2 separate regions of the Muntiacus reevesi genome follow, and region 1 is linked to region 2. A link is a contact called in public Hi-C data. All regions are on one chromosome and are shown on one strand. The core of a region is the stretch at or near the end of the contact, and the rest is flanking DNA. Distances in the headings are between cores, read along the strand shown.

What was found. Hi-C and Micro-C count contacts between places; a contact is called where the count stands out from the background.
Region 1: a contact with region 2 is called in a Hi-C map of blood, with 3 times the contacts expected there. The contact joins the promoter of KLHL2 here to the promoter of MSMO1 in region 2. A contact is called at or near these places in 2 of 3 Hi-C or Micro-C datasets (blood and muscle).

Annotation. Positions count from the first base shown.
Region 1 is chr13:69,555,628-69,559,409 of mMunRee1.1, forward strand. KLHL2 (kelch like family member 2) reads right to left here and starts at 1,853. Exons shown (of 14, transcript XM_065904666.1): 1 at 1,610-1,853. The coding sequence starts at 1,635.
Region 2 is chr13:69,387,810-69,391,714 of mMunRee1.1, forward strand. MSMO1 (methylsterol monooxygenase 1) reads right to left here and starts at 2,296. Exons shown (of 6, transcript XM_065904675.1): 1 at 2,233-2,296.

The sequences.
Region 1 (3,782 bases), core at 603-3,102, 170 kb after region 2:
AAGCCACCAATGACTGAAAGGAGTTTTTTGGTTTTAACTTTCTTTCACCCCTGGTTTTCCATTACATCTCAGTCTCTCATTGTTGCAGCACTACTGATGAAGTCTCAGTGGCAAAGAACTCTGCTGGACACCAATATATTCTGTTAGTTGATCTGTATTAGATTCAGTTTATCAGTATTTGCATGCTCACATTTATTTCATTTTTCATTACTTATATTTAAATAATGTGTAACATTCTCTTTTCCTTCCTTCAGAGCCTGCTTTCCCACACCCTCTTCTCGTCTGCATTCTAAGGTACCCCTTTTCTTTCCTTTAGTTCACTTTGCTTCCGAAGCAAAACAGGGTCTGCAGGGGATTGATATAAACGGGGTAGGTTTAGGACAAATAACACCCTACCTAGGATATCCTCTATACCATGTGTTGTCAACAGCGAGGTAGCAATTCGTTTCATGCCTCTGAGCCTGAGCAGAACTCACGTGCTGACACTATGCTCACATTGCTGATGCTAACAACCACCATCATGTTTCCTAGAGGTTCAGGAGTGTTCCCAATCCTACTGAAGAACATGAACAAATCACAAAGCCCTCAAAGCCACAACCATCAACAAGCAACTGAGCTCTTGTTCCTACCAGTCCAGGAATTCGAGTCTCAGGTACTCCTTAATCCTCATGACTTGTTCTACTCAACCTAAAAATTCTGGAAGGCACTTGTAGAAACTGTAGTTTCAGAATTCTATTAGCTCTCCTAAAAGGACTCAACATCAAACAAATTTTCAGCCCAAAACAAATATTTATATTAAATAGCTACAAAAGGCTGCTGTGGTACACTGCCCTGGAGTGAAGCTGGCCGAATCTAAATGAAAAACGATAATGCTCCAAAAATAAGCTGTCATAAAAAGGTACATGGTTTCTCAGAAGAAATTTGCTGGCGGTTTGAAACGTCAGATTCAAAGGGCTCTTGTCCCTTTATAAAGGTTAAACTAAAGAAAGTAAATCAAAATTGAAATGTTCAAAATTCTGGGGGATTAATAGTCCACTTCTAACAAAATGCTTAAAAAAAAATCTTGTACTGAATAATGCAATATCTTCAATGTCTCCCAAGTAACTGTTCAGCTTATTTTGGAAGCAATTTCATTGCAGCTGGTCTTGAATGTACTTGGGTACCAAGGAAAAGACACCTGTGCCTGGCAGGTCGTACACTACTAAATCGCCCAGGGTGCCAGAAGATGCTGTGATTTCTGGATACGATTCTCTGCAGTGCCCGGTGAAAGAGGTCATATGCACTGTACAGTCGCGGCTGAGCTTTTTCCGAGTGATGTGCAAGCTCCTCGGACAGAATTTTACTAGGAATTCGGAGAAACAGGCAAGCTGAGAGGAATTCCTCTCGGCACCGGTGTCTGTACTTTGCAGCTTCCTTTTCCGACGGCCTCGCGCGCATGCTGTGTCTCCATCCCGCCGATGCTCGGCCCTCCCAGGGCTCCAGCTAGCCAGCGGAGGACCCTCCCTACAGCCCGGCGCGGCGACGCCCCGCCCGCGGGTCAGCTGGGTTCCGCCACCCGCCCGGCGGCCGGGCCGCTGCAGCCCCGCCCGCTGCCCTTCCGCTCACTCACGCGGGAGGCCGCGGCGGCGTCTCCATGGCGGCTCCTCTCGGGCTTCAGCTCTGGGGCGCCCGCCGCTGCCAGCACCATTCCAGCTGCGGACGCCTGCCCCGCCCGCCCGTCGCGCCGCGTCCCATCCGCCCGGGCGCCAGCCCACCGCCGCTCCGCACCCGCGCCCGCACCGGCACCCGCTCCAGAGGCGGCGCCGCCAGCCGGCCCAGCTCTGCAGCCCCACTTCACGGGCGCTCTCCGCCTGCCGGCGATGCTGGGGGCGGAGCGGCAGGAGGGCACTTCCGGGTGTGACGCACCCTCGAGACCCCGCCCCGCCTCTTCCTGCCGCCGCCGAGGGGGCTGCCAGGGTGGGTTGGCCCGCCCGAACCCCTGAGCCCGAGACGTGAGGGCGGGGTCCGGTCGGAAAGCGCTTGGTTCCGGCTTTCGGCGTCCACTGACTGCCCGACTCCACAGGCGCGCTTGCTTTGCTCTTTCCCAGTTTGCCTGGGAGGCGGGAGGAGTGGGCGTAGCCGATCCTTCCTTTACAGATAGTGAAACTGAGGCAAGAAGAAATGGCTCGCCTGTCCAGAGTCCCAAGCAGGAACTGGAGCCACCCTTCTCAGGCTGTGATCCCCTCGTTGCGCTTACTGGGAGAGATCTGCAGCACTGGAATGGGATGCAGAGAAAAACTAGGTATCCGTGCCCTTGCACCTGCCTGCCATGAAAATACCAGGTAATTAGGTGAGGGGAGGATGCTAAATGGTGGTCAAGGAAGGCCTCTCAAAATATGTCATATAGAAGAGATGGAAGAAAGCGAATCTTGAGTATCAAAGAGTGCTCAAGGCAGACGAAGAGCAGTGCAAAGACTCCTGGACCTTGAAGAAGTGAAAGAGTACAGTGCAGCTGATGGTTCCCCCAAGTATGCCGCTGGGCAGTGGTAGGATCTGGGAACTTGTTAGAAAGGCAAATTCTCGAGGCCCATTTCAGATCTAAATCAGAAGTTCTGAGGATTAAGCCCAGCAGCCTGTGCTGTGACAAGCCTTCCAGAGGATACTAAGGTTTAAGGACCTCTGTGGTAACTGAAGCAGCCAGGACAGAAGACAGTGGAAGGAGATGGTGTCCCGGGTGTAGTGACAGATCAAGTAGGTCTAGTAGGCCTGTGAAAAGATTTCAGCTTTTATTGAGAAGAGAAACAAATGCTGTGAGCAAGGTGATCTGATCACTAAAAGGATGACTTTGCTGGGATTTGTTTTAAAATCCTCCACCAAAGAAAGGGAGGGTAGGGAATGGAAGAAAGAAGATGGCAAAAATGTTAGTTTTTTTTGCCGAGTGATGAGTGCACAGGGTTAGTCATTTATGTGTAAGCTGATTCTTCTGTTGCTATATAAGCCACAGATGCAAGAAAGCAACCAAAAAATTACCTGCTGGGATGATCAGAGTGATAGAAGTTTATAGATTCTGATTTTGCTGAAAATACAAAGCAGATCAGAATTACTGATAGATTAAATATGAGTATAAGAGAGCAAAGTGAAAGATAATCTCAAGTTTTGGTCTGGGCTCTTGGGAGGGTGGAGTTGACATTTACTGAGATTGAGAAAATAAAGAAGAAACAGATTTTATGTGGGGAGGAGAGTATTTGTCAATTCTGATTTAAACATGGTTAAATCTGAGGTGTCAGTTAAACATTCATATGTAGAGAGGTGTAGACATTTAGATATCTGGAGTGGGCATAACTGTGGGGATTGTCACCATATAGATGGTGTTTAAGGTCTGATTAAGATCAACTATATAGTATAACTAGAGAAAAGAAAAGACCAAAGAGTGAACCCGGGGCCCTCCAACACTAAAACAATAAGATAAGGAGGATTTAGCAAAGGAAACAGAAAAGGGAGCAGTAGTGAAGTAGGAGTAATATCTTGGTAACCTACTGATATGTGCTAGGAAAACACTGCAGAGCTCGGTGGCATTGTTGACCCACCATGAGGAGGGCATACGTAATTGAGTTATTTCTCTAGTGTTAGTAGTGATTTTGTTCAGATCCAAAATTAAACTTCCCGCTTTATAAGGACATTGTAAGAATTAAAATAATCTATTTAAAGTATATAGTACTTTGTGTAATGGAATAACTTCATAAATGTTCATTGCTATCATTAAGTTCAGTTCACTTGCTCAGTCCTGTCTGACTCTTTGCGAC
Region 2 (3,905 bases), core at 1,046-3,545:
AAAAAATAAGGAATAACAATACAGTTCTTCTGAAGAGTCCAAGAAATAATACATGTTAACTACTTATGTTGAGGTGACACATAAGCTAAAAGAAGCTAACAATTATTAAGTGCTTTATATACACCAATAACTTCTAAGAGTGTCACATGCTCTCTCTATATTATAGACTACTCCTTACCACAGCTTCAAGGTAGACACTTTTATTATTTCCACTTTACAGATAAAAACTGAGGTTTAGAAAGATTAAGTAACTTCCCCAAATTACAAAAACACTAAGTGGGGGAGCCTGTGCTCTCACATCCATTATATCATATTGTGATCCTAAATTATAAAGCACACAATAAACAGTATAGTAAGAGGGGAATAATTCTCAAAGTTCACCCAAGCCTCCTGAAAGAGTATTCCATATAGGCTGTCTTCATTTTCAGATTTCACATCCATTCTCTAGCAATTACAATCAGTTTTGTATTCTAACCAATGCACTGAATTTACTCCTACTAAATAAAATCACTAAGTTTCCCAGCTGCCAGATCCAACAAAAATATTTTGGAGTTATTTTATCTGGCCCTTCTGGAAAATTTGATACTTCTCACCTTGATATACCTGCCTTTCTCGCTTCTTGGGATTCATATGTATTCACTCTGATTTAACATGTGGTACCATTTGTAGCCACTGCGCTTCCTGCTGCTCTCACCCCTGACTTCAAATCATAAAATCTAGGGAGGAATACAAAGAAAGAACAAGACTGTCACAACATCTGTGATAAGAACAATAAAGGGTTGGAAATATAAAACAGAGAGGCCCAGGAAACAGATCTTAGAGAAAGAGGCATGTAAACTCAAACCTGGAGTGTGGAGTGAAGGCAGTTAAATCTAGTTTAACTAGATCAAAAGAGAGTAAAGTAGGCGGGATGGGGTCGATGGGTGGTTTTGAGCAGAAGAAACATGAGTTGTAGAGACTCAACCAGGAGATAAGAAAGGATACAGCACTTTCCCGTTGAGTATGTCTGTGGTACAGCTTTTGAGAAAGAAAGGCTCAAGAATTGAGGCTGAACAGTTTCCCAGAGATGCTTGACTTACTCCAATTATTCTAGATTGTCAGGAGTGATCATATCTGTTCCCTGTTGTGAGAATATGCTGAAATCCTCTCTCTCTCTCTCTCTCTCTCTCTAAAACCCCAAGTTCTGATTATCCAAAAGTATACTGGCCATCTCCAATTTAGGCAGTTTGGAGGCAGAGCAAAGTCAACATGCCCTCAAATTCGGCCACTACTCCTGGCAACTCTGCCCACACACTCCCTCCCTACCTACTTTAACTTGGTGAACTGATGCCACTACCTACTTAGTCATCTAGGACAGAATATTCCAGATCTCTATCTCTGCTGCCTGGATTAAGTCTTCAAACACGTACCCGATTTAGAGACAACTGGTTTAATTAACATTCAGGAGTTTACTCTCTAGATTTAAGGGAGGGAAATGGATACACTACTGACAACTGAACAAAAGCAAAAAATAGGTATTAAGGAAGAGAGGAGAGGGGAAACAACGAGTGAATTTTCTTTCTTTTTGTCCTCCTTGCACAACTGGATTGACTTGAGGTCTGTCACAGACTCAGAAAAAAAGAAATGTAGTCGTCTGGGGATCCCCCATAGAAACTTTGAAGTTCCCCTGTCTCTGAGACCTGCCAGCAGTGCCTGGCCTTTGCCCTGCCCGGACGCCGAGCACCTCCAAGTGTGCCCTTCTTAAACCCTCCCTCTAAAACACGAGGCCATCATTCGTGTAAACAGCAGACAGGGTTCAGCCCTTCTGCAGACCCTTACAGTTTCAGGGAGCGCCTCCCCACAGATGAAACACCTGGGCCTCTGCTCTCCTTTAACTCTCAGTTTTTCGCCCCCACCCTCCGTACTGATACACGAAGGCCTCTGACTGTCCTCCGCTTCGGGCCTCTCTGGCCACGAAACAGCTTCTCTTGCCGGTACAGCCCTCTGCCCAATTGCTATTCACCCTTTAGAACCCTCCGGGACGCCCTTCCCACCCGCGCGCCCCGCCGCGCCTACAAGCAGGTCTTGCTTCTTCCTTTTGTAGACCTCTAGTCACGGTCACTCTCTGCTGAGCACTGCCTGGTTCCGACATTAAGAGATTGCAATCGTTTCCACCCATACCTGCCGCCAGGCCGTCCGTCCCGGCGTCTGTACGTGGGAGCCGACCGAGGCCCGTCCACCCCGTTCCCTCACCTTATGCACCACCCAGTCTGCCGCCACCGCCTCCAGAGCTGCGATAGGCGCTTCCACCTGGGAGTCGACGGGCTCCTCCGCTGTTATTGGCTTGCGTGGGCCCCGCCCCGCCTTCTGAGAGCCGTGATTGGCCTACGCAGCTGCCGGCATCGTGTGACTCGTGCGAACATGGCACTGGAAGCGCGGCCATTGGCTGCTCAGATGGAGTGAGGATCGTGAGAGCTAGGCGTTCGGCCAGTAGCTGGTCCGCCTGCCCGGCTAGGCGGACGCGAGGCCTTGAGACGTCGCCTAGCAACTTCAGCCCCGCCCAGCACCCTCAGCCCCTTCCAAGAGCATGCGCACTCAGGGAGTTTGCAGGCGCGCCGGCCCTGAAATCTTTACTAGGCGCTGTATTCACTGGAGCCCCTTTAACACTGTTGCGCCTAAAGTTTAGACCTCTTTCTCATCCCAACCCTAGCGTCCTCTGATAACCCCTATATGTACGTGGGAAGTGGGTAACTCCAAATGCAGCGCGATTCCTGTTTGAGCACGGCAAGCCAAGAGTCGGAGGTTTAGAAGAGACGACGCGCAGCAGTTGGTTTTGCTGCCATGGTCGGCCGCCTCCCGCCCCTCCGGGAATGCAGAGGTGTGCACGGATAGGGGTCATCCACGAAATTAAGGTTTCGCTTAAGAGAGCCTTTTTAAAATTTGCACAAGGGCACTACTCGCTCTCGTTGAAGGCATTTTCTTTGCAGGACTTTGTGCAAATGGGACGCTATCGCTTCTTATAGCTGTGACTTTTTTCTCATAGACTGACTTTTGTCCCTGAAATAACAGGCCCGCTGCCATCTGCTTTAGGAAATCCCTCAACCCATTCATCTAACTGTCCCATGTATTTGACACCCACGTTCTTTGTAAAGTATCATGACAGAAGTCATATCAAATGAATAGAAATGGGATCTGTCCCTTGCGTGCTCAGAGCTCTGTCTTCAGGAGGCCTGTGGTATCCTGGGGTAGATGTGTGTTGCACAGCCTAGGTCTCTTCAGGACTGAAGTAGGCCTTCAGTGACCGAGAATGGGTAAAGCCATTTTCCCATGAGGCATTTTTCTTTCCAGTGGGAGTATAAAGGCCCAGACCCGCAACCCTATTTAGGATTCCTTTGATTGGCCAGTTTAGCTACAGACCACGCCCCCCGCTCTCCCATTGACTGAGGTGGTGGGTGTGACTGCAATGCAGTCTACTTTTCCCTCTGCCTAAATACGCTGCCCTCTGTTAAGGCAGGATGAAGAGCATATGCCATGGGGTCGGACCTACCAAGCTTTGCCACTCATTAGCAGTGTGCTCTTAGATAATTTACTTCTCAAAATTTTATCCAGTACTTATTAAAGTGGGTATTATAATAGTTTCTTATGACAATAAATGTGAGTATATATGTAAGCCCATTGCACACAATGCTCAGTAATACTAAGTCGGTTATTATTTCTGACTTAGAGTCCTACTTACTACATTAAAGATATATTATTCTTAATATTAGAGAAGATGCAAGTATGTGAAATGGTCAAATGATTATTTTAAATTTTGGGGATTTAGAACTGAAACGAAACATATAACTCCAAAAAACAAAACAGAAATATGCTCAATTCCTTCCAGTGAAGAAATGGGAAACTACTTCAAACAGGAGGTTAGCTCAAAC